Linked DNA regions of Zea mays: region 1 is linked to region 2. The links are chromatin contacts, called in public Hi-C maps. All regions are on one chromosome and are shown on one strand. The core of a region is the stretch at or near the end of the contact, and the rest is flanking DNA. Distances in the headings are between cores, read along the strand shown.

What was found. A called contact is a pair of places that touch in the nucleus more often than the background predicts.
Region 1: a contact with region 2 is called in a Hi-C map of leaf, with 10 times the contacts expected there. The contact joins the promoter of LOC100283179 here to the promoter of LOC103647412 in region 2. A contact is called at or near these places in 5 of 25 Hi-C or Micro-C datasets (bundle sheath, ear, leaf and 1 more).

Annotation. Positions count from the first base shown.
Region 1 is chr2:184,706,139-184,708,838 of Zm-B73-REFERENCE-NAM-5.0, reverse strand. It overlaps LOC100283179, which reads right to left and starts at 1,358. Exons shown (of 11, transcript NM_001156081.2): 1 at 1,123-1,358. The coding sequence starts at 1,188.
Region 2 is chr2:184,485,096-184,487,795 of Zm-B73-REFERENCE-NAM-5.0, reverse strand. It overlaps LOC103647412 (plant UBX domain-containing protein 2), which reads left to right and starts at 1,430. Exons shown (of 3, transcript XM_008671951.4): 1 at 1,430-2,401. The coding sequence starts at 1,619.

The DNA.
Region 1 (2,700 bases), core at 109-2,608, 220 kb before region 2:
TATGTATGGTTGATAGGCATCATTGCACCTGTGAACCATTCCTATTTGAAAGATTGTCAATGTTTATCTTCCTCGTCATGCTTACATTGCCTTATCTTGGTTCATAGCGCATATGTAGTTATCATTCCAATCAGAATCTTTCTCTAGCATGTCAAATTATTAAAATAAGTGGTGTCAGGTGTGAACCTAAGACAATTGCAGTAGGAAATGAGATGAGTAGCCAGGCAATGTCCTCATTTTATCCTAGCTGATAAATAAAGAGAAGCCATCCCCTTACAATCTCTACTGCCGATTGTAAGAAAGTAAGGTTGATTTACTCCTTATATCTATAAAATTTATTGCTACCAGTTTCTTATCTAGAGAGCTGAAATAACCAGAGAAGGGGTGTTGATAGCATCCTTTTATTCATGAATGATAGCATCTAAGGTCCGTGATGAACATAGGCAATTAGGCATACTGAAAAATCTCTCAAAGGCTTTGTTTTGTGGCCGCCATCACATGCACCTATTTGATTCACTCCAACCACATTACCAAATAGTTGAAAATCCAACATTACATCCTAAAGCTACTTAGAAATAAACTGGCAGAAATTAGCTTATACTGATAAGATCTAACATCAACAAGTTAAGAATGGCTCAGTGTAAACTGAAACCGCAATAACTAATCAATGCCCGTGCCCGCGAGGTAATGAAGTATCGTGTTGCCTTACTCTTTATTCAATTAAACACACAACCTGAAGAGATGTAGGACAGCGACGATAGATTGACTGCAACCTATGCTCTATCTACCAACTACAATGCCTGATAACTTCACCTTGTCATCTGATTCATGTATCCAAGAAAAAACCCAAATTGAAACCAGAAAATCCACAGGCGAAGTCTGCAACAGCTCTCCGTTCCGCCTGTTCCACACGCACCACCGGAACCAAATCAGCAACCTACAGATTGGATCCACGGCAGCTTCGCCCGCGGCTTCCAATACTCTCATCTCCTCCACAGCGGAACCAACCAAATCCTAGACCCCAAACAAACCTAAAAAGCAGCCAAATCTAGCGAAGCAGCCCCGCCAATACATCAGCAACTAGAAACATAGCGACAGATCGGGAGCGCAACCGATGAGTACCTTGTCGGTGGGCTCCACTTCGATCTGGAAGCTAGATCCCTTGAGCGTCTTCACGGAGACCTTCATCTCGGCGCGCCGCCGTCGCCGCCTGCGTCGAACTGGAGGGTTGGAGGCGGACAGCAGCGGTCCGGCGGAGGAGGGAAGGCAAGAGGGGGCGAGCTCAGTTTTCTGATGTCGCAGACGTCGCGAAAGTTGTAGCCGGATAAGGACGTTTGCTAGGATGATGTGTGCCGTGCACATGGGCTATTTTTGTACGATGTTTTGAGACAGTTGTCATGGTTTTCTTCAACACAAGTGTATAGTTCTCGCTTTCAGAAAAACAAATATTTTTAACTTTGGTCAGATGTATAGAATACTGATATTTAAACTATATCATTAGTGTTATTAAATAGGTAATTAGATCTGTTTTTATGATAGATTTATTAAATACATAAATTTTATTAATATGTCATATTGTTGGGTACCGTAATTAGGGGTACCCCCAACGCTCTTAAACACGGCTGGAAAACATCTTCATAACGAACCATAAACAGCTGATAAAGCGCGGTTCAAGTAAGGCGTCGTCTACCAAGTGACGTGACCTCATCCAAGCCCAGCCTAGGGATGAAAACGGGCGGATACGGACTGATAGTAGCTTATCCTATATCCTACCCTAATATATTTAAAACGGATTCGAGATCGGATACGGATAGTTAGAAACGGGACGGATACAGATACAGGGACCGGATATTTATCCGGACGGATAAGTGACGGATACGGATATTATTTGATCGGATATCAGATACTTGTTGTCGGGGACCATAATTAGGGGTACCCTCAAGACGCCTAATTCTCAGCTGGTAACCCCCATCAGCATAAAGCTGCAGAGGCCTGATGGGTGCGATTAAGTCAGGAATCAGTCCATACGAGCGACTCGATCACGCCTCGTCCGAGCCTAGCCTCGGACAAGGGCAGCCGACCCCGAGGGATTTCCGTCTCGCCCGAGGCCCCCCTTTAACGGCGGACACATCTCCGGCTCGCCCGAGGCCTTGCCTTCGCTAAGAAGCAACCCTGACTAAATCGCCGCACCGACCGACCAAGTCGCAGGAGCATTTAACGCAAAGGTGGCCTGACACCTTTATCCTGACACGCGCCCCCCGGCAGAGCCGAAGTGACCGCCGTCACTTCGGCGCACCACTGACCGGTCTGACAGAAGGACAGCGCCGCCTGCGCCACTCCGACTGCAGTGTCACTTGACAGAGTGAGACTGACAGGTAGTCAGGCCCTGCCAAAGGCGCCATAGGAAACTCCGCTCCGCCCGACCCAGGGCGCGGACTCGGGCTAAGACCCGGAAGACGGCGATCTCCGCTCCACCCGACCCAGGGCTCGGACTCGGGCTAAGACCCGGAAGACGGCGATCTCCGCTCCGCCCGACCCAGGGCTCGGACTCGGGCTAAGACCCGAAAGACGGCGAACTCCGCTCCGCCCGACCCAGGGCTCGGACTCGGGCTAAGACCCGGAAGACGGCGAACTCCGCTCCGCCCGACCCAGGGCTCGGACTCGGGCTAAGACCCGGAAGACGGCGAACTCCGCTCCGCC
Region 2 (2,700 bases), core at 181-2,680:
AAATAAATAAAATTGATAGGATTAAACTAACAACAGTAGAAAAAAATAATCACAGATATAGAAAATAAAAAATATTTAAAATATTGGCAAGAATGTAGATTCAAAACTTAGAGTAAGTACATTGATAGGCTTAAGTATGCTTACATGACATTTTTTCCTATGTGGATGAGAAAGACATAAAAAAGTAGAGGAGGTGAGCTCTCATGCAAGAGCCAACTGCTCCAAGACAAAAGTATGAAATACAAAGAGAAAAGATGACATGTCAAGGATTTAGAGCCCACCGTGGACTCTATTATTAAACTTACTCTTAATGAGGTTATGTAACATCCCGGTTTTTACTCCAAAGGTTAGTATATAAACTCTAGTTGCCTAACCCACGCGGCACATGTTGCAAAAACGAGGAGCAAAAAAACAGAGAGATACACGAAGAGCTCCCTCACCGAATCAACCGTGTCAACACACACCAGAGCCCCATCGCCGCGGGCTGGAGCTGTAGAGCCACCCAATTCACCACAAATTCTCCGCTGACAGCAACCATGGATCCTGTAAGAGCCACCTCCCCCTCCACAACAACTCATCATGGACCAGCGCGAGAGCAGGAAATCGCCACCGGGGAGCCCGCCCCACCACTAAGCGTCAAAGAAGCAGCAACAAAAACACAGTCGGAGAGCCCACCGACAACTAGCAAGACGAGTAGCACGAGCAGCAGGGAAAAATCGCCGCCCCCGGAGAGCCCGACGGCTGCCAGCAACAAAAGGAGCACAAGAAATGGGGGGGGGGGGGGGAGAGCTCGTCGGCAAATAGCAGCATCGCCGTGGGAAGCTCCGCTCGACCATCTATCTCACGCCTTCGAGAAGGGGATGGGGAAAGTGAAGAGGCGCGATACCCAAAAACTCAAAACAGTGAACTCCTACTATGCCAATATGGCCCACTGGTCAGCGGCAAAAACAAACAACACATATCAGACAACTAAAAAATGACCACCGGCAAAATCCAACGGCGCACACACCGCGCACAAGAAACAAAAGAAACACGCGCGTGACTGATAGCTTTGACGTATTAAAACACTATTTTATAATGTATACTGTACTGTATGAAAAATGGAGTTTGAATGGATATAAAATGAATAAGCTATTATATAATGTATACTATACTGTCTGAAAATGGAGTTTGAATGGATATAAAATGAATAAGCTATTAGAGATAGCTTTATAGAGTGTTTTGTCCACTGACTATATAGCTTTATAGAGTGTTTTGGTCCACTGACTAAAGTTTTTAAATATTTGAATATCAATTATAAATATTAAATATAGATTTAATAAATTCATTTCATTTTTTTAGATTTTGTCTGTGTAATTAATTTTTAATAAAGACCAATTCAAACATTCGTTGGCACAACCGAAGAAACAAACGATTCCGTTGCAAGCAAGCAAGCTGGCCTGGAGCGCCTCTATTCCGCTTTTCTGCCACTTCATTCTTTCCTCGGTAGCTTCGTCCCTGGCTCCCCGCGGCGACAGCCTCCAGCTCTCCACCAGCGCCGCTCCGCGTGAGCGTCCACGCTCCAATCGACCAATCCCATCTGTTCGCGGCCGCCCACGCTTCCGCCGCCAGCGCCTTGATGAAGGACAAGATGAAGGATTTCGTGAAGAAGATCACCTCCTCCGGGTCCGGGACCCCCTCCTCCTTCAAGGGAACCTCCCACGTCCTTGGCTCCGGCCCCTCCCCCTCCTCCTCCTCCTCCCACCCCGCTTCCCGTCCTTCAAACCCTAGCGCAAACCCCAGGCCCGCCCCTATGCGGCCCTCCCCACCTCCCCCGCCCACTTCAACCACCGATTTCGCCCCCCTCACGCCCCTCGTCTCCTCCTCCTCCTGCCGTCCAGATGCGAACGGCACCGCGGCCGCCGCCGTCGCTTGCCCCAGCTGCGGAGACGCGTTCCCGTCCGAGGTCGCCGTCTCCGAGCACCTCGACGGCTGCCTCGCGTCGGCAGGGGGCGCCCGCGCGTGTGCCTCCGCGTACCTCGCCGCCGACCCGCCCCCGCCCGCGGCCTCCGTGGAGGTGGTCAAACGCCTGCTGGGCAACCTGCTGCGGGAGCCCGAGAACGACAAGTTCAGGCGGGTGAGGCTGAGCAACCCGCGGATCAAAGAGGCGGTGGCGGACAGGGAAGGCGGGATGGAGCTCTTGGAGGCCGTCGGGTTCAGGGTCAGAGATGAGGGCGGAGAACCCTTCGCCGTGATGAACGAAGTGCCCAGGGACGCGAGGCTCAATGGGATCAGGAGGGCCGTCCTCCTGCTCGAGGGGGCACACCCCTCTGCGCCTCCAGTGAAGGCAGAGGTTGAGGCCAAGGAGAGCTGCAGTAATGTGGCTGATCTGCAGGACGGTGCTAAGAATATTGATCGGCAGGTAACAAGAGGGTTCAGTTGATAATAAGGCCTTTAATGTGCTTGTTTCAGCGTTAATTGGCTGGCTAACACAAAGCTTTCACTCCCATCAATCAGCACAGTTTGGTTGTTTGGTTTACTTATTATGTCATGACATTTTTACATGAACTGTCAATTTTATGCTTGTTTCGTTGCGCTTTTACCTTCATTAGGACTTAAGAGATAATATGTAGTTATGACTTATTTCCCCTTTTCAACTATTATCTCAAAAAAATGATGTCACCATAAACATAGAACATTGCAAGATTGTAAAGGCATGTA